7 separate regions of the Mus musculus genome follow, and all the other regions are linked to region 7. A link is a contact called in public Hi-C and promoter capture Hi-C data. All regions are on one chromosome and are shown on one strand. The core of a region is the stretch at or near the end of the contact, and the rest is flanking DNA. Distances in the headings are between cores, read along the strand shown. Region 1 holds the start of Knop1 (lysine rich nucleolar protein 1). Region 2 holds the start of Usp31 (ubiquitin specific peptidase 31). Region 3 holds the start of Gde1 (glycerophosphodiester phosphodiesterase 1). Region 4 holds the start of Vps35l (VPS35 endosomal protein sorting factor like). Region 5 holds the start of Gga2 (golgi associated, gamma adaptin ear containing, ARF binding protein 2). Region 6 holds the start of Cog7 (component of oligomeric golgi complex 7). Region 7 holds the start of Uqcrc2 (ubiquinol cytochrome c reductase core protein 2).

Region 1 (3,299 bases), core at 338-2,837, 1.8 Mb before region 7:
CTGGGCAGCTTCAAAGATCTAGGCCAGACTTGAGCCATATCAAGTCCACTCTCACCTTGCTTTAGGCGCACACCTTTAATCCCAGCACTCCGGAGCCAGAGGCAGGCAGATTTCTGAGTTCAAGGCCAGCCTGGTCTACAAAGTGAGTTCCAGGACAGCCAGAGCTATACAGATAAACCAAAAAAAAAAAAAAAAGAAAGAAAGAAAGAAAGAAAGAAGATGCCCCCACAGACATGTATAATCTTATACACCAATATTATGGTGGCATTTTTCTCAACTCCATAATATTGAACATGGTTTTCCAGTTTGACCAATAGGATGGTAGAGTCAACCCTTGAGGCAGAAGTGGAGGGTGACTGGGCAGCTGGATGAAACAGCTGCCTTGATATAACTCACTCAGCATGTGTACTGTAGGGCTGAGGCAAGGAAGTCACTCTCGCCAACAGAGACGACATAAACAGGACTTCAGGGATGATAATTAACAAGAAAACATAACTGGGCCTCAAGACATACTGACTTTTAGAGGACATAGGAAGGGGACTCACAAAGGAGAGAAAGATACAAGTCCCGACAGGCCAGTATCAAGTAAGACCATGATGATTCTACAGGATTAGGGCCAGTGATCACGAAAAATAACCCGGACAAAAAGGTCCCAGGCGTCAGCTTAACCCACTTCTTTGTTTTGCCACTCAGCCAACAGCAACATACTCTTTTCCATCCCTTTAACTGTACTTCACTCGCGAGAAGTGGAACCGAACCTACACTGCATCACCTGCAAACACAAGCTTTCTTCAAAAGCGCCTTGTTTTTGAGACAAAGTTTGACTACGTCGCTAGGGCTGATCTGCATCCCGCGTGCCGGGGTTATAGACGTGGGCCACTATGCCCAGTGTGAAGGCACTCTTAAATTCCCGCGGCAGCAGTGGATAGGGTTAGTGTGACCAATAAGCCTCACAGGCCTCGGAGACTGTAACTCACTAGGTCTCAAAGTCAACAAGGTGCAAAACACGGACTCGAGCCAGAGGAGCGTGTGCTGCCCTCACCAACCGCAGGCTGCTTGCTAGCCAGGATCATCCCCATGCCTACTCCAAGGCGGGACGGCTTGGAGAGAAACCGAGGGCTGCAGGCGAGTTGGGGGTGACTTATCTTTGTTTTCCTCTCCCCCAGCGTGCAGCACCTTCCTCGGGGCCCCGCACAAACCACCCGCACTCACCTGGTTCGCTAGCAGGCCAAGCGTCCCCGCGTGAGCAGCCGCGCAGCCGCGATCCGGAAGTCAGCTTCGACTTTCTGGCCCGCCCCCTCGAAATCCTTCTCCTTCCGGGTCGCGGCCTCCCGGTGCCCTGGGTTGCTGTAGAAACCGCGTCCATGGCGGCGCCGAGACTTGTATCCAGCCGCAGCGTGCTGCGTGAGGAGGCGAGCGGCTCCGCGGATTCGCCGATCACTACGCGCACGCCGGTGCCCGCAGTGTCGCCCGGGTCTCCCGAAGTGCTCGTGTCACCCCCGCAGGTCGTCGAGCCGCCGGGGAAGAGCCTATGGGATCAGATCTGCGAGGGTAGGCGCCCCGCCGCTGGTCGGGCCGGGCGGGACGCGGGCGGGACCCGCCGGGACGCGCGTTCCAAGCCTCTGTGCGCCAGGCGGGTGACGCGCGCGGGCGGAGGAGCCGAGCCTTAGGCCCACACGCGGAGAAAGAGGTTGGCGTATGTCTTGGATTCCGGTGCGACCTCAGGCAACAGGCTCGCAGAAGGAAACCCGGTCAGAGAGTTGCGTAGTGTGAAGCTTCAGGGTAGAGACCCGGACCGCCCGCAGATCGCCCGAGGAAGCAGGGAATGAATGAACTCTGTAGACAGGCTCCGGTGATACTCAGGAAGTATTTTGGTGTGGACAAATAGATTTTGATCTCCACTTGCCCCAAAGCCTTTCTGAAGCCCCACAAGCAGGCTAGATCACTTGTTCCTTTGTAGCCCACGAACCTTGGTCATGGGGTCTTGTAATAGTCGTACAGCGGGCATAACAATGGTACCTATGTCGTGGTGTTAGGAGGTAGAACCACGTAGTCACAGATCCTAGGTTACAGGAAGAGTGTTAGTTTTCCTTCATTCCAAAGCCTCCAGATCTCAAAGGCAAGAGACACAGATTCATTCATAATAAGTCCGCTGTCTATCCCTTCTCCCTTTTCTCTCGCCTTTTTGGACTACAGACTGGCTTCCAGCTGAGTATCCTCCTGCCTCAGCCTTCCAGCTACTGAAAGATTTTCATTCTTGTGGCATTGGCTGTCCAATACAACACTAATAGAACGTTCAATAATCTGTGCTGTTAAATGGGTTTGGGGTGTAATTTGGGACTGGCAGACTAGAAGAACCAAATTTCTTATTTTACTTAATTTTGATAAATTTAAATAGCAATATTTATGGAATAGTTCCAGGTCAGTAAATGTTTCGTGAATGGAAACAGTGAATTTGTCAGTGTATAGAGGGAAAAATGGTGACTTGGAAGAAGTGGTGAGTTCAGAGGAAGAAGAGAAGAGTCAGTCAGTCCTCCCAGACCACAGGGCTTGCATTACTCCTTCCCTGTAACCTTTGCTTTAGAGAAAAGGTTTCACCCTGATGTTCTTGTAAGTTCTACCCTTAGGGTCCTTACCCGAGGAACTATCTGCAGCAATATTCAGGTGTCTATATACTTACTGTCTTTCACCCAGAGGATTCACTTTTCCAAGCCAATAGATCTTCATAGTACAGTTTATTGTATAGTTTGATACTTTTCTTATTGCTGTGAAAAATATCTGACAAAAGCAACTCAGAGACTTATTTGGGCTCACAGTTTGAGGATATGGTACATCATCCCAGTGGGGGCTCCTGGCAGCCGGTCCCGTTTGCATCCACAACTAAGAAACAGAGATGGATTCTGGGGCTCAACTCACTTCCTTCCTTTTATTCAGTCCAGGACCACTAGCCCACAGCAGTGTTGCTGCCCCGTCAAATTGGTAATATCACAAGTAGTACTGGGGAAGGTGCTCTTTGAGGGGGATAATTCCTACCTCACAGGGCTGTAGTGGGAACCAAGTGAGATAATGAGAAGATGCTCTGGACTTTGAAAGGCTCAATACATGGTCATAAATATTGATACTTTTTTTTGTCTTTTCTTGTGGAATCAGTTTCTGTGGGGTGTGTTATACCTGGATAAAAGCAAGGACAAAGGGTTTTAGTGCTCTCTGAAAAGCAAGGGAATTGATGTCACTTACAAAATAATAGCTGTTGAGCAATGGGGGTAGAGATGACCTATTTTATACAAGGCCACTGTGAC
Region 2 (3,469 bases), core at 643-3,142, 1.1 Mb after region 7:
ATGTAAATATTTTTTAATGTTGTCTACCAACGTCTCTAAACTTGATATTTGTTTTCTTTAGAAGAGCAGTGGAGAGGGGTAGGTTGATCCCAGCACACAGAAGGCTATCGGGAAGATCTCGAGTTGAAAGTCAGCCTTGGGCTACATAGTGGGACCCTGTCTCAAAAAAATAAAGAAGGCTGGTAGAAAATCAGGGTGAGACAACTGTCAAAAAATGGGGGCAACTATCAAACTGTGGAGTTCTAAGCATGAGGAAATGAGGGAAGGAATGGTAAAACTTATTTTTTCACTGTCCGACTCCATTCTCGCTAATATCATACCCATATCCCACCTCAAAGTATCCCTCATACAATCTCCAATCACCTCTCTGCTCAGCTTACAGTAAGAACCCAACTCCTTAGGATAGCCTAAATGACCCTTACCATCTGGACCAGCAAACTCCTCTGCTTCCCAATCTCATCCTCTTAGTGCACACGGGCAGCTGCAAGCCAAGGGCCAGGACCACCTCCTCCATCTATTACATCATCAAGTTCTGCCTTCTTCAAAGTACTATCTGATAACACCTGGTTCATTGTACTTAAGAATAGAAAGAAAAAAAAAAAAGCACTAAGCATGAACGGTACTAACATAGCTAAAGCACTTTATGTATCACACTGAACCCGCTAGAAGTGCCCAAACTGGGTAATCTCGCTGTCCAACGTAACCTGTCAACTTGCTAAACGTAAGTACCAGGTAAACGGGAGCATAAAGAGGCTCAGTGGTTTACTACTTAAGAAGCAGAAGCCGGATTCGAACCCAGATGGATAGATACTCTCCCACCAATACCCGCTCCAAAGATTGAAGTTCCATGAAGGCAGGGTCTTGGTCCTGGCAACATCCATCCCCAAGGCGGATCACAGGACCTGGCGCCCATGTTCTGGCGCTCGGAAGCCAAGCTGGCTGGATGAATGGTGGGAGGAATGCGTTCCTTTGTCATCTGGGTTATCTTCCAGAACTCTCTGAGCATCCAGCGCAGAAATCCTCCCGGCCCGAAGAGGAGGAGCCCAAGAAGCGCCCGAGCTCCAAGGCCCCCCGCCCCGGGCTCACCTTGAAGTCGCGGCTGTGTTGCGGGGTGTACTCCAGCGTCCAGAGCGCCCGCACCAGATGCGCCAGCTGCTCGGTGACCTCGCCCTGGCCGTGCGGCCCGCGGCCCGCCGGCTGCTCCGACTCCGGCTCTGGCTCCGGTCGGCCCGCCCGGTACTGGCCCAGAGCCAGGTACTCGGCGAAGAGCTCGGTGTTACTGAGGCACTGCAGCGTGGCGTTCATGAAGCACGTGTTGCCGTGGTTGCGGAGCCCCGCCACGCCGGGCACCGGCTCCGAGGCGCAGGCGGGAGGCGCGGGCGAGGCGGGCGGCGGCGGGCACGGCGGCGGCGTGGGCGCGGAGGCCGGCCCGGGCGGGAAGCAGCTGCGGAGGCCGCCGCGGTCCGGGGCGGCGCCCTCGGAGCTGAGGTGCGAGAGCGTGGACAGCGTCTTGAGGACGCGGCTCATGAAACTGCCCACCGAGCGCGCCGACGACGGCGACGAGGGCGCGGCCGGCCCGGGGCCGCCAGCGCCGCCGCCGCCCCCCGCGCGGCCACTCCGGAACAGCCGCTTGCTGAACGAGCGCTTCTCCTTCCCGCCCGCCGCCACCGGCGGCCCGGGCCCGGGCGCCGTTACCTTGGACATGGCGGCGGTTGCCGACGCTCATCACCGCGCCAGTCCGCCCGGACCGCGACTCCGCCACGGCCGCCGCCGCATCCCGCCGCCTGCGCCTCACCCGGCCCGGGGGGCTTCACGCCCTACACCACCTCAGAGCGCCGCGGAGAGAGCGAGCAAGAGAGCGGCGACCGAGGGGCGCGCGTGCGTCGCGCGGCCGCCCAAGTGGGCAGCTCACGTGACTCGCTGGCATCGCAGCCCCGCCCCGCACTGAAGCTGCGAGGCCGCCATATTGACTGTGGGAACAGCTCTCTCCCTGAACCCTGATTCAAGGACTCCCTCGGCTTAGGGCGTGGTTCTGCGTGTTGAAGCTCAAGACTGGCCATGTTTAGTATGGGCACGGTCCTAAACGTTAGGGCAGGCGCTGGATGGTGGATTTTAGGGGTGGGTCTCTGTCTTTGCTTGTCAAATAGAAAAGATCTAGAGAAAGTACTGAAATCAAGCTGCCACGTACCAGGTGGCAGAGGAGCTGATAGATACAGCTTTGTCTTGTCCCAGGCGGGTTAACTCAGCCTGGCTCCCGAGGGACTGCCGCGTACCCACCCGAACGTGGTCACGGAGCTGGCACATTCTGGTGGGCTTTTCTTTCAGGATGTACCTTGAGGTCTCAGCAAAGTAATATTATTAGAATTGCCTTGCTGAAAAGTTTTGTAAAATACAGCCTTTAAATCCTCTGAGCTCTCCCTTTAATCACTCAATAAACTGAGCATTTGCTCATTCATTCATTCAATCATTCATTCATCCATCCATTCATTCAGTAAATATAGCAACTGAACACTTGCTGTTTGCCAAATACTGTACTAAACTCTAAGGATACGACAAGACTGAAACTAACTGAGTTTCTGCTTGCCTTCCTATAGTGTACACTCTCAGTAGGTATTCATTCATGATTACCTCTGTATTCCACACACTATGCCAATCATGGAATACCTTCCTTGGTTTTCAGTTCAGTGCCTTTGACATCTCATTTAAACCCAAGTTTGGCTCAAAGACTTAACCTTTAAACCAAGGGTCACAGATGCACTACTATCGCAGAGGCTAGATAGGTCATAGCAATGAACAAAGAATCCTGGTGAGGGGTCGGTCATCTGCTGATCAGGTCATACTTCACATATCTTGGGAATACAAGAAATGTTGTGGACAGCGGCAACCTGCTAATTAACATTCTTCTAAAGAGATGGCTTTCGCTCACCTCCAGTCAGTTGTTCCCATGTGAGAATGAGGGCTTAGTGTTGCCAGATCAGCTGATTTTTAGAGAAAAGGTGGAAATTCTATTTTTAAATGTTGGTTCAATTTTTTTTAAAGGAAAAAAAACTGCATGGGAGAACAGCGTGCATTAAGGCTGCCTACTACTCAAAATCCACTGGTTTCTGACCTTCTCTTTGTATGTTCTCTTTGCTAAGAGATGAGCCTGAGCCCTGGTTACTGCAAAAAACAGATAATGGGAAAGAAAGCCCATAACATTTTAAAGATAGAAAGGCCACCCTACACCCATCTCAAAGCAAATAGTTTTGGCCTCTAGATTTCTACTCAATACTAAATATGGTATCCTGTAATGATGCTCTTGGTTTGCTCTGAATAGGCTCAAATCCCCTCCACTTCTACCTCCTAATTAAAACATCCATCTTAGCTGTACCTTGGGCTCCTTGTAGCATCAGAAAGAATGCCACTAGATCACAATAGAAACTGAAGCCTGTGGCCCTCCACCTTTGCACACATGCTTGCTGCTTCTAAC
Region 3 (3,671 bases), core at 1,116-3,615, 1.9 Mb before region 7:
TGGCCAAATTCCACTGTCAACAAACACTCAGGAGCACTCTGTGCTTGGTTAACGCTGAGTACTCTCTAAGGCAACTTACGTGACGTAAGCAGAAACAAAGGCAGTGACTAGCATGTGATTTTCTTCTCCTCCTGACAATGCACATACGTGTGCCCTCCGCTAACTCATAGGCTGTCCTCCTACGGTCTTTCTCTTTCACCTTTATTCCGGAGGACGTCAAGCCATCCTTAGATTCCTGGGAAACAGCCCCCACACGGAGTCTCCCTAGGCTTTAATGTGTACAGATCAGCCTGTCTCCCGTCACCTCCTTCACAGAGGCCACTGTCCTTTTCACTTTACAATTACATGGGGAAACTGAGGTTAGGGCCGAGGCGAGGGTGCCCTACTTGCTCTGATTTTCTTTGTTACAGCTAAAGGACAGAGTGTTGGATAATAAGCAAGCTACTTAAGCTGGACTAAGAAAAGAGCCCACATTCAAATATCCTGGAAAATATCTTAATCTTTGCCAGACAGCATCAAGTCATCCAATCAGGAAGCCTTATGCTGGAAGGTGCTGTGTTGTCTTGGAGTCACAGTTCCCCCCACCTCAAAGAAATGGGAAGAACAGATGTAAAACTGTCTAAAAGGTCAAGCATGATGGTGCATGCCTTTAATCCTCACGCTAGGAAGGCACATAGCCAGTTCCAGGACAGTCAAGGCTACTGAAACTCTGCCTCAAAAAAACCAAAAAACCAAAACAAGCCGGGCATGGTGGCGCACGCCTTTAATACCAGCACTTGGGAGGCAGAGGCAGGCGGATTTCTGAGTTTGAGGCCAGTCTGGTCTACAGAGTGAGTTCCAGGACAGCCAGGGCTATACAGAGAAACCCGGTCTCAAAAACCAAAGGAAAAACAAAACAACAAAACAAAACAAAGCAAAGCAAAACAGACTAAAAGCTGTAGTATTTGCATATGTCCCAGGAATGACCTCCTATACCCCTCAAGTCAACTCTTGGCATTCTTCCATCTAAAACAATCTAGCTATGTAAGCAGTTAAGGTGTGACGTCACTCCACATACTTCTTTCATGCTATTTTTTTGATCTACAATTAAACCCACAGATGCAAGGCCAACACGTATGAAGGCTGACTGTAGTGCACTGAAGTCCATAATCCACTGAAATGCTCTTGCCATACAAGCTGACATTAATCTGAAAACAGAAGGCTTCCAAGGGCAAAGGGCTATTAAAATTCTCCTGGGTGCCTTATGGAAAGGGGAAGCAAATATTGACAGAGGAGTCTGGCTGCCAGGGTTGACGACTATGATGAAGGTGTATTTGGAAAGAGGCCATAAAGATAATATCCAAGTAATACAGAGGACAGAAATACACCCTGTGATAAGGGTGATTAAGAATATCTTGCTAGTTGGTGGTGGTGGGTGTCTTTAGTCCCAGCACTTTAACCCCACCAGGCAGGTGGATCTGAGTTGAGGCCAGTCTGATAAGTTCAAGGAGTGGACTACAGAGAAACCCTGTCTCGAAAAAAAGAGAGAAATCCCATTTACTAACAAGAACCCATTTGACCTAGTTCATATCTTAATTCATCCATACACTAGAGTTTGTTCTGCTCCTCGAAGCCAGCACCACATATAAGCCTGTTGTGTTGTGTTGCTACCTTACCACTCCAACATAAACCTCACCTCAGGCCCTTTGCACTTGCCATCGGCATCCTGGAACACTTCCCACTGATTCCAACCTTGTAATTCTAGTTCACAGTTCACAAATATCTAGTTCATAGAAAACTACTGCTACATAATGCACTGCCCCACCCTAAAGTAGCCTCATATGTTATCTCTCCCAACCCAGATGAAAGCCCTGTCAAAGGAGTCGTGCCTGGCTGCCATCCCAGCGTCTGGCACATACCAAGTCTTACAATTACCCGCGGAATTCTAGAAATAGCTGAAGTGGGGAGGGATGCGGAGCCGGGAGGAGAAGAAGAGATGTCAGCGGCGGAGCAGGCCCGAGGCGTGCGCGGGGCTCACCTGCCGGATGGCCGCCAGCGTGTTCTCGGGCGCGTCGTGGCTGCCGCCGCGATGGGCGATGGCGGACACGCGGTCACGGGGCTTGAGCACCTGCAGGGCCCGGCGGGACGGCACCGGCTCGAAGCTGAAGAACCGCAGCAGGATGTAGAGGCTGCCGGTGAGCACGCAGGCGTTGAAGGGGCTGCGTGTCACCACCAGCAGCAGCACCAGCACGAAGGAGAAGGGGCCCAGGAGGCCGCCCTGGTCCTCCCACAGCCACATGCCGGCGCCTGCACCGGCACGGACCGGAGCCCCGGACCTGCCGGGCGACGCGTAGACGCCGAGGTACTGGCCACAGCCGGAACCCTCCGCTGGGAGCAGCGCTGCACAATGGCGCCGACGGACCCATCTCGAGAAAGAGCCCGCCCTCCAGCCAATCAGAGTCCCGGAGCTTCGGCGTTGGGGGGCCGGAACCGCTGTCATGGCAACAGGAGCAGGCCCTTGCCCCAGGCCTGGGTTCCAAGGGCGCTTCGGGTTATGTAAAGTGAGGACAAGACTTAGACCCTGTCCTTCAGACTTAGTGGAAGGAGGGTGACACGGTCAAAGTTTCTTAGTGACCTTGTATCTGACCTCGAGGAAACTAAAGGCTTTGACTTTAAAAGGAACAGGATGTTTAACCTGCTTATTCAAAATGTGCCAGTAGTGTTTCCAGAGTTCTTCTGGGTCAGAGACAGGGCCTGTAATGAGCCAGGCTTACCCTGGAGCTGTAATAAGTTACGCTCCATGAACCAAACAAAAAAAAAAGTAAAAAGCAGAGAAATGGACACACCGGGAAGAAATCTAGTAAAGCACACCCACAAGTCCGTTTTCAGGGTTCTGACGGGAGGTTTAGGTTTAAATAGAGGGCAAGAGGCATGCTTGGCTAAGAAGCCCCGCCCATCATTGACCACTTAGTTCCAGTCTGTTCAGAAAGGTCCGGGACCTTCAGAACCCTTTGAACTTACAGAAAAGATACATTTTTTTCCAGGCTGGACACAGGCTCTAAGCCCTTTCCTTCTCTCAAAATCAGACTCCTAAGGAAATTCCAATTTCCTGCGGTCCATGCCTCAAAATAATATCAAGAAGGGTGACTTACAAATGTCTCTTTGGAATATCTTCATTCTTGCAAGGGCTGTTTCCACCAGGACACATGTCTGCATTTAGTGAAAGTACCTTCCCCTTGCGGGAAGTAGTATTGAGCACGATAACAAGACAAGGAAAATTAAGGGACCGTGGGAAGGAAAAAGAGCTCTTACTAGAAGTGTGGTTAAAGCCTCTTGACTTTAAGCATCAAGAATTCCTGCATGGGTAGCCCACATTCCTTTTATATGGAGATGCTTCAAGTTAGAATGTTCAAATAGCAACAAATCTAAAGGTCTAATATATGGCTTTTCTCCTTTTCCATCTGCAAGCCTGCAATTTGCTAGGAATCTCGTTGACAGTAAAGATGCGTTCACCTCCTTGTGGGACCTTTGTGAATCATGGTTTTATCTTAAGGATTGTGGCTCTTCTCAGTGTGCCCAGAAAGCCACCTTAAATCTCATTTATTGGGCTGGAGAGCTGACTCAATGATTGGGAGTACTGGCTGCTCTTCCAGAGGAACTGAGTTCAATCCCCAGCCTACATATGGTAACTC
Region 4 (3,782 bases), core at 315-2,814, 1.9 Mb before region 7:
AGCACCTACCAGGCTAAGGCAGAGGACCAATACCTCCAGGCCAGCCAGGACTACAAAGTAAAACCATTTTCAACAACAATGTAAGCAAAGGAACAAAATGTTTCCATTTAAAACTGCTCTCTATATTCAGTGTTTTTCCATGGCCCTTCTCCAGTTTCTTTAAAAGATTCTTTTTTTTAGACTTAGTTATTTGATGTATATAAATATTTTGCCTGTATGTGTGTCTCTATACCACATGTACCTCTGTAGGCCAGAAGAGGGCATCAGATCCCCTGGGACTGGAGATACAGATGGTTGTGAGTTTGGGTTCTAGAAATCAAATCTGGGTTTTCTGGAAGAACAGCAAGTGCTTACCAGATAACGCATTTCTCCAGCCCAGATTTTACAGTTCTTTAGGGACACTGACAGAGATGCCACAAAACCATGGTCTTAGCATGTGGTAAGAAGAACCCTTTAGTTATCTATCCTTTCCAGAAATGTAGCCTGTTTTATGATAGTTCCCCATCATCTATTTTATACATAAGATGGGATGGGTTTGACGAATGTACGAAGGACAATTGGTCCCCTGCCTTTAGTGCCTCATAGTTGCTTCTTACCACCCAAACTGCTACCATTCTTTCAAAGGAACCACCAACAGCAGTGTCCCCTAGAATTGTACACACAACTATCCCAGAGCCACTGTTTTACAGTCCCCAGGCAAGTGGCATGCCCATTTACAGTAGATGCCCTGCTCTGTTATAGACCAGGGTCAGCGCTACAGAGAGAAAGGCTCTGAGAGCAAAGGCCAACCAAGAGCAGCCTGTCTTGCCTGCCTCACTAACTACAGCATCTGAGGTTTGCCCCGGAGACAGGGATTTTATAACCTCCTGTCACCTTAGCAGTTAGCTCAGTTTCACAGAGGAAGAAACTGGGACTCTGAAAATGTCAGTCCTAGTTAAAGTATATTCCGTTGCCTTTTCCAGAACGCATAAGAGGATGCTGCTCTTTCCATAAGGAAATGCACTTGGGAGTAGAACCAGGATGGTATGAATAGACAGTCTGCTAATTTCCCAGTCTTAATCCATTCTTATTTGAGTTAGAGTTTGACACTCACCAGCTTTGAGCATCAGTTTTCCAAAAACAAGTGATTAATGATAGATACTCCAGAAGTTTCTATTGAGAAGGGAGTGGGCAAAGTGCATTGAGTGCAGTCACCCTATCATAATTTATCCATGGGGGTGGGGTGGGGTGGGGCTTAAAACAGGAGCGCCAAAGTTCTGTGGTCAAGAACAGAACTTGCTTGCCCGTATTCGGACGTAGATTGTCAGTAGTGGGGGGAAAATGCCCAAAGTGTTCATCCTTACGAAGCATGAAGAGAACCCACACCAAACAGAATTCACTTCATAATCACTTGTGTCTGGCCCTCAGCAGGGATGGGTGTGTGCACTCCTTTTTGTCACTAGAGGGCGCAGGCGGGCCAAGCAGCCAGTGGCGTCTTACCCCTTACAAGACTGGGGGGCGGTGTGTGTGTGTGTGTGTGTGTGTGTGTGTGTGTGTGTGTGTGTGTGTGTGTGTGTGAATGGGATGGCTCAGAAGGTAATGGCATCGTGTGTGTGTGTGTGTGTGTGTGTGTGTGTGTGAATGGGATGGCTCAGAAGGTAATGGCATCTAGTGCCAAGCGAAGAAAGGACCAACACCTGTCCGTTATCCACTGACCTCCGTGCACATATTTACATAATACGAATGGGATTTAAGCAAGGCGTGGTGATGCAGGCCTTTAATCCCATCATTCGGAGGCAGACGTAAATGGATTTCTATTAACAAAATAAAAAGAAAAAATAAAATCAAGGCCGATGACGGAGCTTGGGTTTTGCCGGGCCATTGCCCGATACAACTGCGGAGGATCGGAATCCGGAGGAAGTTGCCCCTCACAATCATGGCGGATGACGGAGCCCGGGATCTTCAGAGCGGAAGCTGCCCTTCACAATCATGGCGTCTGGGGCGGGGCCGAGCTTCCCTGGATGTGAGAAAAGGGGCTGGACGCGGAAAACAGGCGATCATGTGACTGGGAAGATGGCTGTCTTTCCCTGGTAAGGAAAAACCCGCTAGTAGGCTTCGGGGAGGGCTCCTCTCAGTGGGGGTGGGCAGTCCTCCTTGTTGGGATCGGTGGCCTCCGTCCCCGCCCGGGCTGTCAGGACTACGGAAGAGCAGAACCGCTGTCAGTACTCTGCTCCTCTCCTCTGTTCCGCAGCTCCTTCACTCAGACGGACTCCATCCAAGGCTTCCGCCTCCTTGGGAGACGTTGGCACGCCTGGGAGTTCTGGGGAAGGGGATGAATTCGCCCGGAGTCTGCACCTGGGAGACCTGGTCGCTTGTTCCTTGAGCTCCTTAGACTTTCTCATCTGTAAAGTGGGACCATTCACCCTACTCTATGTAGGGTCCCCAGACACGCTTCTTTACCTCGTTGTTCAACGTAGTAGAACGTATTAGAGAGAGGACACGCCCAAAGGAGAGAGGGGGCAGTCAGTCAACTCCCCTGGCGGCTTGGGTAGACTGCAGAGAAGAGCCTTCAACTGGGTCTTGCAGGATGCATACGAGCTCACCAAGCAGGAAGGAATAGTGTGTACCCAAGTGACTGGCATACGGGCCTTTTTGTGCTTAGAAGTGAGGTGACCTTTAGGTTGTCACAGGTGATTTGTGTCGATAAAGAACCCACATAGGATAAGCGGATGATAATGTGGTTGGACGTTGGAGACCTTGCATCTCAGGGGCAAAATTTCTGCGTTTGAGCATGAAAGAAATTTGTAGCGCTAGGCCTTGAACATAACCAACATCAACCCTCTGGCTTTTTGGCCGGACACTTTAATTCACTCCACCCTGCAGACTCTTAAGTGACCACTTAAGGACACAGCACGTCAGCGTGGTGCCGTATCACACCGTGGGTTGGCTTCACCTGCTTGTGCTGGCTTAACCTTGGATGTTTTCGTTTTCCATACTGCTGAGACCCCAGCTCTGCTCGTGCCTATGGTCTCTGTAGCCGTCTCTCTTGAGCAAGTGTGTGGGAGTGCACGCCCATCTTTCAGTTTTACCCACTGACTTCGTGTTCTTTAATGAGAGAGACAGAATTGTGTCCGTCTTCTTCCCGGTGATTGTTCCTGTCGATGCATGAGGGAGCTGATGAGGCCCAGGGGAAGTGTGCCTCTGCTCCAGAGAGCGCATTTCTCAAGGGACGTGCTTAGTGGTCAGCGTTAGCCTCTTAGCTAACTTAGTTAACCAAGTCCGCTTTTCATTTGAGACCATGGGATGCGAGTTGACCTAAAGTCGTGCAGCCTGCCATGTGAATTCTAGGGACTTGGATCTTGGAGTTTGCTCTTTCCCTAAATGAGGGAAAGTAGTGGGAATCAGCCAGTGTAACCAGGACAAACTGTTCTGGGGTGTACGAATGGGAGGTACCTATATCTTTATTAGTGAAAAAGTCTGATTTTTGGCAACTGTTGAGATAGTAAGGTTGAGTGTGTTTAGTGATGGTGGTGGTGGTGGTGGTGAGGCAGCGATGGCAGAGCACGCTATAGGAGAGGATGGGCTTCGCTGCACAGTGAAGGGGACAGTGAAGGGGACAGAGTAGCAAAGCGTCACCAGAAGCCGGTAGGAAGTTACTAAGAGGGAATTGTGGGTAAAGCCACCTGAGGGGTTCTCCCTGAGGCCTAGTGATCAGATCAGTGTGCTGGGGGGACTCTGACGAGATGGCGCTTCTCTTTCCCTTCTCAAGTGCGTGTGGCCGTTCTTCCAGACCCCTCCAGTGT
Region 5 (3,492 bases), core at 369-2,868, 1.4 Mb after region 7:
ACTACGTAGGCCAGGCTGGCTTCTCCCTCACAACTGCTGGAATTGGACTAGTGTGCACTGCTACAGTCTGGCTCCAGGTCTTTAATTAAAGTAATGTGCATGCACGTGTGCTTACATTAAACCCTGCTGATGGGTTCAGATAATCCTTTCGACTCCTGATCCCCACTCCCTTCATTCCTATTGTAACCACCATCACCCCACCCCACCCCACCCCAGCTATCTAAAGACCTTATATATCTACTCCAAGTCTGAAGTCTCACCCTCAACCAACTCACCAGGTGGAACTGCATGTGGTGCTTTCAGTAGAAGCGAAGCTGTCTCCAACAGCTTCTCCTACATGTTGAAATAGAAAGCTATAGGCCTGCAATGACTCAGAAGATAAAGGTGCCTGTGACCAAGCCTTGTGGCCTGAGTTCGAGCCCTGGAACCCACAGAAGAGCCTAAGGAGAGAAACGACACCCTGACCCCTTCCCCAGTTGTTCTCTGTTCTCCACGAGCCAGGAGCAGCACGCCCCACCCCAAATACACAACATGTAATAAAAATGTTTAAATAATGCAGTCCCTTCTGCGGCGCTCACGCGTCTTACTTCATTAGCAAATTAGTCTGAGGTCTCTTTTCTGGATTCTCTGAGCTTTAAGCTTTGCACTCCTGGCCAACAGGCCTACTCGCTCCCAGAATGTTGTACATTCTCATCCTGAGTTTTTGCAGTTTCCTGTCTGGAATATGGCCTCCTCCATTGTCCACACACTGTATACCAGCTATGACAAGCCCCAGGTAAACAAAACAGCCCCTAACTACGTTCAACAAGCGCCCCTCCTCCAGCTTCTGTTGAGAAGGTGCTGTTCTGGTAGCCAGTAGCCAATGAACATGTCTTTGTGAGCAATGTCCCAGTGTTACCATCTCAGTGCACCCAGCACGTAGTGGAGCCCACCCAAGGGGTGGATTCTTTATTCTCTCTGAACCTCAATTCCTCAGATAAAGAGAGAACCTTTAGAACCGCACCCCCAGAGATCACCGTTAAGCTAAGACAAGGAACAATTAAGTCTGGCCAGAGTAAATATGCACCGAGGCATAAAAGCTGGTTTTGCTCTTAAAGGTAGCAGCCACTTAAGCTCTTAGACTCAATGATCTGCAAAAAAGCTGCATCGCCCGCACGGGTTAGTAAACCCAGGTACTCTCGGTCCTGCGACCAGACTAACAATGGCTGAAACGCTTTCTGCACAGTGCTTGGCACAAGAGATCGCTAAGCATTCGCGCTCCAGCTGTTAAGTGGTGCCGCCCGGCCACTGAGCCATGGCGTGGTCTGAGGTCCCCAGAATCCCCTGGGTGAGTCTAGAGGCCCCCTCCCGCCGCGGAGGACAACCAGGGCGGCGGGAAGCAGGATCACGTGTGGCGCGATGCTACTCACTGAGCCACAGCTCCAGCGCCGCCGCTGCCCCAGGGCCGCCCTCCGCCGACTCGGTCCCTGCCGGGGATCCGGTCCCCGCTGCCACTGCCGTCGCTGCCATCTGCCCAGCCCAGCGCTGCGGCCGCAGTCACTCCTGCCCAAAAGCTGCAGCCACCGCCGCCGCCTAGCCTTCGCTCCAGCTGCCGACGCGGCAGACACTGAGAGGCACGTGACGGGGCGGGCCCTATTGGACACGCCCATTTCTGGGCCCTGTCCCGCCCCCACGCACCTCCTCCCGGCCACCTCCAACTCACGAGGTCTTTTTTTTTTTTTTTTTTTTTTTTTTTTGTGCAAGACCACTTGAAAGGTCAAAAGCCAAGCTAGTTAGGTATTGATTGTCCCCTCTTCTTCAGAAGCAGGGTTCCCAGAAAAGATACTGGACGCCTGGCTAAATCTGAATTTCAGATAAAGAATCATTCTTTCAGCATTTTTATTAGGGTCTTCTCCGAGTATGTATCTTCCATTCGGGTTTCTGACACACTTTTTTTTGATGACACATTGCATCATAATTCATAAAACAGTTATTTTTATGAAAAGATACTTTTCTCAAAAAAACAGGTCAGAGGCAGGCGGATCTCTGAGTTTGAGGCCAGCCTGGTCTACAAAATGAGTTCCAGGACAGTCAAGGCTACACAGAGAAACCCTGTCTCGAACACCCATCCCCCCCCAAAAAAAAGAAATAAAAAACAGGTCGTGATTCTCATACCCTAAAAAGTGAACACATTAATTATATATAAACATACCTTTTTCTAACTGTTTTGAGTTAAGGTCTCATGTAACCAGCTGGCTTTGATCACTGCATAGCTGAGGAGGACCCAGAATTCTTGGTCATCCTGCCACTGTGGTACAAACTTGATTACAAGAATGTACTACCAGTACAGCTTTGTTGTTATGGTTTTTGTTTTTGCTTTTGAGAAAGGGTTTCTCATACTCATTAGTCCAAGATGGCCTTTGAATGATAAAAGCTAAGATCCTAAAAACCTGTAGTAAAATCCTTTTGCCTCAACCTCCCAAAAGCTGGAACTACAGGTGTGAGCTACCATGCCAGCCTAACATGAAATATTTTCCTTTATTTAACTCTTGAACTTAAATGAAGGAATCAAGTAGATGTTGTATTAATATGTCCACAAGAAAAGCCAAAGAGAAAAATCTATGTAAAAATAAAGGACTGTTGAGACAAACATGCAAATGGGCATAAGACTGGCTCCAGCCAGTGGAGAAAGAGGTCTGTCCAGTGGACAGGATTAATATGCATGTCTAGAGGCCAGCATAATTTTGCCATTGCTGTCAATGATCTACTACTAACAACTCTGCTAAGACTGAAGGAGGCCTTAGCCTGGAAGGCAGTCAAGACTGCGCACGAGGTCCCTCTGAAGCACCAGATCCTTCCACACTGTCCCTATCATTCCCCACCCTCAATGTCACACCCCAGTACATACACACACACACACACACACAGAAGGATTTTAATTTGCATAGACCTGGACCACCAGCATACCAAATGGGGCTTGGCATACCAGTAAGTATCTGTTGAATGGACACATAAATAGTGGGGACAGTCAGGGGTAACTCTAGGACTTTAGGCATATCATAATCCCAAATGTACAAACATTTTTTTAAGTTTTTATTTGTATGTGTGTTTTGCCTGCATATATATCTATGCACCACATGCAAGCCTGGAGCCTGAAGAGGCCAGAGAGTGTGTCAGATTCCCTGCAACTGGAATTGTAGACAGTCCTGAGCTGCCATGTGGGTGCTAGGAATTGAACCTGGGTCCTCCAAAAGAGCAATACATACTCTTGACCACTGAGCAACCTCTACAGCCCTACTTTTAATCTTTTAAACACTATGCATATGTATGTGCATATGTGTGATATGCATGTCGGTACAGGCACACGCATGCCACAGTGTGCTTATGGAGCACAGAGAACAGTTTTATCGAATTGGTTTTCTCCTCCCACCCTTAGGTGCCTTCTCAAGATGGAAGTCATATCATTATGCTTATATGGCAATCACTTTTACCTGCGGAGCCCGTGAGAGGGCT
Region 6 (3,307 bases), core at 766-3,265, 1.3 Mb after region 7:
TCTAGCCAGAGCTGGCTGGCTGGTATACTCTGAAGCGGGTCAGGTTCTTCAAAGTGGAACCAAGGGCAGGGGACATGCCTGGGCTACCAATGAAAACAACCTGTCTCATGCTTTCCCTTAATACATGTGTATACTTTTGGAAATTCATAAGGTAAATGCCGTTCTCCCTAGGTGCTGTGGTTGCCATAGTGATGAACATGAAGACGGAATCACACACAAAGCCCAGGTGCTTGACAAGTTTAGGGGCCCATGAGGATATATGTATAAAAAATGGACCTGGCTGCTAAACTTGAAGCCCACTGCAACAGACTAGAGGCATGAACACCACGGTCTCCAGTTTCCTGCTAGCCCTGTGTTCTTAGGCCTGAGCATGTTTTAGCATCGGCTAGCCTCTTATCTGGTAAGTGTGGGACAGGGCCCATGGCTGCATCCTTAACACCTCAGAACACGAGGATGTGGGTCCCAGGAGCCACTAAGAAGCACTAGCCTGCTTTTTCGCTGCTCCCACACACATGCAGATGTGGGGAAAATATGCCTGGAAACCAAGCTGCAGCACCATAACCCAGGCTATCTATGTGGTACTGTGTCCTCAACACAGTGAAGCAGCAAGGAGGAGCACTGATTCAGCAACATATATTCTCTCTTTCTCTCTCATTCTCTCTCTCTCTCTCTCCCCCCCCTCTCTCTCGTCTTCTCTCTCTCATTCTCTCTTTCTTCCTCTCTCTCGCTCTCTCTCTCTCTCACACACACACAGTTAAAGTCTTCATTCAGGATGGCCCATCTTCCTTAGCTTACAAAGATATATTAATGGATTTGTGTCATTCTCATATACTGCTAAATACTAGGACCAGTTAACTATTAAATGCTCTCAAAAGTGACTCTTTATGCCAGGCATGACAGAACATGTCTATAATCCCAGAATTTCAGAATCAAAGGCATGAAGATCAAGAGTTCAAGGTCACCCTCCATCATAGAGCAAATTCAAGGCCAGTATGGGTTACATGAGAGTCTATCTACCCCACCACCTCCAAAAGGCCTTCTTTCAAGATTTATTTTTTAATTACATTCACCCATGTTTGTCTGTGTGTCAGTATGTGCATGTGAGTGTTTATGCCCAAGGAGGCCACTGAATCCCATGGAACTGGAGTTACAGGTAGTTGTGTGCCAACTGATGTGGGTGCTGAGAATTAAGTTTAGGTTCTCTACAAGAGTAGTAACCACTGAGCAATTACTCCAAACCCAAAGAGCTTTTTTTGGGGGGGGGGGGCACATATCTGTAATGCCAGAATTAGGGAAGCTGGGGCAGAAGGCGAGTTTGAGGCGAACCTAGGCGACAGAGTGAGACTGTAAATAAGAAGGGGGAAGGAGAAGGAAGAGTAAAAGAGCGTGCGAGAGCCGGCGAGAGCGATCCTATAGCCTAGGCCGGCCTCGAACTCACTTTGCAACTGAAGCTGGCTTTGAATTCCTGACCGTCCAGCACCACCTCCCCAGTGCGGAAATTAACGGCGGTCGCCACCACTCCCAGATTGTTATTATTATTATTATTGGGGTTTTTTTTTTGTTTTTAGTTTTTAGTTTTTAAAGGAAATGTTATGGCATCGTCGGACGTGAACACCAAAGCCTAGACCTAACTCAGACTACTGCAGGGCTCGCTTTCCCACCAAAGGAGAGGCTTGGCCCCTGGGCCCGGTCCTGCAGTCGGGTGCCGGGGCGGGCGGGTGGGCGTCTGCGTGGCTCACCCTCCACGGCGTGGTTCACCTCCTGGATGAACAGCTGCAGCTTCATTACCAGGGTGGCTGCGTGACCGTCCGCCTTCCCCGCCGCCCCGTCTTTGGGGCCGGCTCTGAAGGCCGCATTAATCCAGTCCTTCACGTCGAAGTCGTCAGCCAGGAACTTGGAGAAGTCCATGGCGCGCGGTCTCCGGGTTGGCGCCGAGCGACACCGCCTTCGGGACACCCGTCGAAACCCACCAAGCTTTACTTGCCGCCCCGTCAGCGCACTCGCGCCGAGGCCGAATGTCCCTCGTCGCGCGCCGTACTTCTTCCGGAAGTCGGTGCCTATTACCATAGCAACTGTTCCTGTTAGAGCAGCGAGCTTCGCGCAGTCCGGACAGGTACGACAGTTCGTTTTCTGCTCTTATTTGTCGAGCAGTAAACTAAGTAAACGCGTGTTTCCTCAAGACTAGAAGATTGACGTCTGAGAAGGGAGCAGCTGAGAAATATAAACTCTGTATGTAGGAGTAATGTTGCTAGTTTTCCGTCCTCACTAAATGCATACAGCAGTTTGGGTTTTTTGGTTTTTTGGTTTTTTGGTTTGGTTTGGTTTTGCTTTGAGACAGGGTTTCTCTGTGTAGCCCTGGCTGTCCTGGAACTCACGTTGTAGACTAGGCTGGCCTCGAACTCAGAAATTCGCCTGCCTCTGCCTCCCGAGTGCTGGGATTAAAGGTGTGCGCCACCACGCCCGGCAGCAGTTTGGTTTTTTTTTTAATTTTATTTTATTTTATATGGAGTGTTTTGCCTCTGTATGTGTGTGACCCACTTGCCTGTCTGGTGCGGGCAGAGGCCAGATGAGAATGAAAGATCTCCTGGAAGTGGGATGTTACATGTGGTTATCAATGCTGGGAGTGGAACGCAGGTCCTCTGGAAGAGCTGCCAGTACTATTAACCGCTGGACCATCTCTCCTCATAGATTTCTATAGATTTGATAATGGTCTCCCCTAACTCTGGTCTAATTTCAGTAATCTTCAATAATCTTCAAAAATTACTTTTCCTCCAATTCTTCCACTCATTTTCCATCATTTTCTTTACTAGTTAGGTTTTTTCTTTCTTTCTACCTTTCTTCCTTCTTCCTTTCTTTCTCCGATTTTTTTTTTTTTTTTTGCTCTTGTCTAGTATAGCAAAGTAGAGGATGTTGTTGTTGTTGTGAGGATGTTGTTGTTTGTTTGTTGTTTTTAAAGACGGGTTCCGTTCTTCTATCCTAGAACTCAAACCCATGCCTCAAAGATCGAACCTCCCACATGCTGGGATTTCTGGCTTAAGCCACCACTGCATGTTCTAGCGTTGGTTTCTAATTTAATTCCGTGTATCAGGAACACATATTATGACTCTGTTCTAAATGTACAGAGACTTGCTATGGCCTTAATATTTGTCTGTCATGGAGAAGAGTATATGTGCACTTAAAAATATGTACAGTACCCAAAAGGAGGACATGGTGTTGTGGGGAATGGATACAGCTAAAGGTAATAAGCAAAAGAAGCCAGAAGACGAAGTTCACGTTTTCTCTCAGTTCTGGATCCAGATTGTATAAA
Region 7 (3,291 bases), core at 465-2,964:
AATCCTGAGTTTTGCAGGCTAATGGATGAAACTAGAAAGTATGATCCTGAGTGAGGTAACTGAGACCCAAAAGGACATGCATGGTATGTATTCTCTAATAAGTGGATATTAGCCAAAAAAGTACAAAATACCCAGAATACAGAACTCAAGAAGGTTAACAAGCCAAAGACCCAAGTCCTCAATCCCACTTGGGGGGGAGGGGTAGAAAGCATTAGGAGGGGGTGGGCAGAAGGAGGGACCTGGGTGGGAGAGGGGACAGGGAGAGGAAAAGGGGAACATGATCAGGTATTGGGGTAAGGGAGAATCAGGAGTGAAGCTCTGAGAGCCAGCAGAAAAGAATAGAAACCACCCCCCTCAGATGGGGGGACCCTCAGAGACCTGGGAAGTGAAAGACTCTCAGAACTCAAAGGGAGGGACCTTAAATGAAATGCCCAACAGTGGGGAAAGGGAACTTATAGAGTCCACCTCCAGTAGAAAAGCAGGACATCAAGTGGAGGGATGGGGTTGCCATCCCACAATCAAAAACTCTGACCCAGATCGTCCCTGTCTAAAAGAACTGCAGGGACAAAAATGGAGAACAGACTGAAGGAAAAGAGGTTCAGTGGCAGGCCCAAATTTGGATCCAGCTCAAGGGGAGGCTCCAAGGACTGACACTACCCTCAGAGAGGCCCAACAAGCAGCTGACTGAGACAGAAGCAGATAGTTACACCCAACCATTAGACTGAAGTCGGAGACCCCTGCGGTTGAATTAGGGGAAAGACTGGAAGAAGCTGAGGAGGAGGAGGGCAACCCCATAGCAAGACCAACAACAGTCTCAATTAACCTGAACCCCTGAGTTCTCTCAGACACAGAGCCACCAACCAGGCAGCATACATGAGCTAGTCCGAGGTCCCAACATATATACAGCAGAGGACTACCTGGTCTGGCCTCAGTGGGAGAAGAGGCACCTAACTTGAGAAACGAGGCCCCAGGGAGTACTGAGGCCTGGCGGGGGCATCCTCTTAGAGAAGGGGTAGGAGGAATGGGATGAGGAACTGTGGGAGGGGCGGACCGGGAATCTGGCAACGACTGGACTGTAAAAAAAATAAAAGTAACCAAAAACATTTTTAAGCAGCTATGCGGCTTCATGAAAGCAGTGGTTCCCGAATTAGTCTCAATCATAGTGTAACACACGAATGATTTGTGCCATATGTCTGTATCACCAACAGTTAAACATTTTTAAGTACAATAGAAGACTATATTAAGTCCCTGATTATACACACACGCGCAAATTTGCGCGAGAAAATTTCACGAGATTGAGTCCTTGCTGGTGACGATCTCCTTGCGGCAAGGAGACCTACAAGTGTGTCGATCTGTTCGACGAGACATTCGTCCTGCCAGTTTCTGTGAACTCGGTCACCAAGTTCGCGGTACCGGGAAGACTACAGTAAAAGTGGCGAGGGACGACCTCCGAGGAACAGGGAGTGCCGACGACTCCCGGACTTGCGAGGACTCACGGGCAGGCCCAAGACGGCTGGGGTGACTGTGACGGCTGCAGACGCAGCTGGGATTACAGGCTGCATGTCTTTTGCAGAAAAAGAACTCAGAAAGGATAACCTACAAAAGCTGCAATCTAGTCCGGGAGACCTCTAGCCTCTCCCCAGGAGCTGGGCTCGTCCCGCCTACCGGAGCAGTAGAGCACTGCATGCGTAGAGGGCCGCCGGTACAAGGGGGCGTGGGCAAGCTCGCAGTGCACACCGGGAAACTCGGTCCTCCGACCCCATCTTGCTTTGCTGTCTGCAGCGGTGACCGTGGGAAAGGGCAACTGCTAGAGCCATGAAGCTCCTCAGCAGGGCCGGGTCCTTCTCGGTGAGCATGGGACGTGCGTGGGGCAGGGCTGGGGACGCTTGTCGGCCACTCAGGAGCTGGGTGCGGAGTGTGCGGCCTTGGCCTCAGGCCTGGGTCTGCCCTTCAGGTAAACCCCGCGGAGAAGGGGGCTGCCAGCGAGCCGAGGCCTGGGAGGCTCGGCGGGTCCTGTGAGCAGCCGAGAGCTAACGCGGGGAAAGCGGAAGAGGAGGGTGGCCTGGAGAGTGGCGGAGAAGCGGCTCTCGGGAGATTCCTGAAGGTCACTCGAGAAGCAGGTAGGGTGTAGGCCAACGCCACCCGGGCCGCCTGCTTCCCCTACCTACGACCTCTGCCCCTGGGTTGATCCCGAGGCGTCGGTTTCCCCAATGCGTGCGAGTTTATTAAATTCACAAACGCGGTGCGCTGCTTATCTCAGTGCCGGCACCTTCGTTCCTGTCAGTACTCAGTCCCCGCATTCCTTAAGATGCTCGTTTTCTCGGGGTCCCATTTAAAGGCTTCCTCCAGGAGGGGCTCTTGATCTTTCTTCAAGACTAGCCCTAAAATATGTAGTTGTCACTTGCGGTGAGGAGAGGAGTACCTCATGTGTGTCAGCACGTTATCACGCTGGAATCGTGGTTTTCAAGAGATGAGAATGGGAGCATTTAAACTTCAACAAGGGCTAATTTGCCCCTACTAGCCGGTCACATGCGGAGCTTTTTATTCGTAACCACCTGTTGAGAGAGTGCTTCTAGCATCTAGAGGTCAGCGGTGCAGCTAGACATCCAACCATACAACAGCAGCCCCTACAGCACAGTTACAACGCGGAAATGCCAGGAGTGTCTGTGTTGAGAGACGACTAGACAGTGATACACCAGGCCTGGGCATAGTGTTTCCTTGTGCTTTATACTTACATATATGTGTTGTACAAATTTAGGCTGCAGTTGTATTCCTTGTGCCTAGACAGACCAATTGCTAGCAGTCCTTAGAGAGCAGGACTTTCCATGTGTTATTAAAACAAAGTAGAAATTGTATCTAAGTCTTTCCTGAAAGGAACCCAAAAGAAGCAGGAGATTTTAAACTTCACTACCCAAAAGCACAGAAGTGGAAGTGTGGATTATTCATATGTGGACTGTTACACTTGGATGTTACAGGAATTACATCTTGGGCACAGCTAAAAATTCACAGCTAAAAATCACAAGTGGCTGCATATACCTTATCCAGCAAACTAAAATGAAAATGACACAGTTAATTATATTCATAATTTACAAGCAGGACTGAAGGGATAAAGTAGTAATTCCATGAACAGGTGAAAACCAGCAGCCAGATTAGCCCAGCACTGACTGAGTGTTCAGCATACAGCAGTCTGGGCAGTGCCGAGTAGGAGCATTATAGAACTTTACAGGTACACTTGACAACATGTTTAGTGGATCTTAGCATCATGAAAGTGTATTTGCTTGCATGTCCATT

Evidence for each region. Promoter capture Hi-C pulls out the DNA fragments that hold promoters and counts their contacts. Hi-C and Micro-C count contacts between places; a contact is called where the count stands out from the background. Capture Hi-C pulls out chosen DNA fragments and counts their contacts.
Region 1: a promoter capture Hi-C map of liver shows a contact between it and region 7, with 5 times the contacts expected there. The contact joins the promoter of Knop1 here to the promoter of Uqcrc2 in region 7. A contact is called at or near these places in 4 of 39 promoter capture datasets (the C10 cell line, hippocampal neurons, liver and 1 more) and 3 of 115 datasets of contacts at active chromatin or transcription factors (astrocytes, large pre-B cells and thymic regulatory T cells).
Region 2: a Hi-C map of muscle stem cells shows a contact between it and region 7, with 4 times the contacts expected there. The contact joins the promoter of Usp31 here to the promoter of Uqcrc2 in region 7. A contact is called at or near these places in 4 of 39 promoter capture datasets (the C10 cell line, hematopoietic stem and progenitor cells, liver and 1 more), 1 of 484 Hi-C or Micro-C datasets (muscle stem cells), 1 of 115 datasets of contacts at active chromatin or transcription factors (astrocytes) and 2 of 9 other capture datasets (adipose tissue and liver).
Region 3: a contact with region 7 is called in a promoter capture Hi-C map of hippocampal neurons, with 4 times the contacts expected there. The contact joins the promoter of Gde1 here to the promoter of Uqcrc2 in region 7. A contact is called at or near these places in 4 of 39 promoter capture datasets (the C10 cell line, hippocampal neurons and liver), 1 of 484 Hi-C or Micro-C datasets (CD4 T cells), 1 of 115 datasets of contacts at active chromatin or transcription factors (astrocytes) and 2 of 9 other capture datasets (adipose tissue and liver).
Region 4: a promoter capture Hi-C map of liver shows a contact between it and region 7, with 3 times the contacts expected there. The contact joins the promoter of Vps35l here to the promoter of Uqcrc2 in region 7. A contact is called at or near these places in 4 of 39 promoter capture datasets (hippocampal neurons, liver and pre-B cells), 1 of 484 Hi-C or Micro-C datasets (CD8 T cells), 1 of 115 datasets of contacts at active chromatin or transcription factors (astrocytes) and 2 of 9 other capture datasets (adipose tissue and liver).
Region 5: a contact with region 7 is called in a promoter capture Hi-C map of pre-B cells, with 4 times the contacts expected there. The contact joins the promoter of Gga2 here to the promoter of Uqcrc2 in region 7. A contact is called at or near these places in 3 of 39 promoter capture datasets (hippocampal neurons, liver and pre-B cells) and 1 of 115 datasets of contacts at active chromatin or transcription factors (microglia).
Region 6: a contact with region 7 is called in a promoter capture Hi-C map of liver, with 4 times the contacts expected there. The contact joins the promoter of Cog7 here to the promoter of Uqcrc2 in region 7. A contact is called at or near these places in 5 of 39 promoter capture datasets (the 3T3-L1 cell line, the C10 cell line, hippocampal neurons and 2 more).

Annotation. Positions count from the first base shown.
Region 1 is chr7:118,854,411-118,857,709 of GRCm38.p6, forward strand. It overlaps Knop1 (lysine rich nucleolar protein 1), which reads right to left and starts at 1,588. Exons shown (of 5, transcript NM_023197.3): 1 at 1,213-1,588. The coding sequence starts at 1,366. It overlaps Iqck (IQ motif containing K), which reads left to right and starts at 1,342. Exons shown (of 9, transcript NM_001374605.1): 1 at 1,342-1,551. The coding sequence starts at 1,365.
Region 2 is chr7:121,705,550-121,709,018 of GRCm38.p6, forward strand. Usp31 (ubiquitin specific peptidase 31) reads right to left here and starts at 1,893. Exons shown (of 16, transcript NM_001033173.2): 1 at 1,087-1,893. The coding sequence starts at 1,704.
Region 3 is chr7:118,703,373-118,707,043 of GRCm38.p6, forward strand. It overlaps Gde1 (glycerophosphodiester phosphodiesterase 1), which reads right to left and starts at 2,366. Exons shown (of 6, transcript NM_019580.4): 1 at 2,018-2,366. The coding sequence starts at 2,278.
Region 4 is chr7:118,738,707-118,742,488 of GRCm38.p6, forward strand. It overlaps Vps35l (VPS35 endosomal protein sorting factor like), which reads left to right and starts at 1,565. Exons shown (of 31, transcript NM_027815.4): 1 at 1,565-2,069. The coding sequence starts at 1,969.
Region 5 is chr7:122,019,580-122,023,071 of GRCm38.p6, forward strand. It overlaps Gga2 (golgi associated, gamma adaptin ear containing, ARF binding protein 2), which reads right to left and starts at 1,619. Exons shown (of 17, transcript NM_028758.2): 1 at 1,410-1,619. The coding sequence starts at 1,509.
Region 6 is chr7:121,979,678-121,982,984 of GRCm38.p6, forward strand. It overlaps Cog7 (component of oligomeric golgi complex 7), which reads right to left and starts at 2,016. Exons shown (of 17, transcript NM_001033318.3): 1 at 1,740-2,016. The coding sequence starts at 1,908.
Region 7 is chr7:120,633,475-120,636,765 of GRCm38.p6, forward strand. It overlaps Uqcrc2 (ubiquinol cytochrome c reductase core protein 2), which reads left to right and starts at 1,715. Exons shown (of 14, transcript NM_025899.2): 1 at 1,715-1,848. The coding sequence starts at 1,816.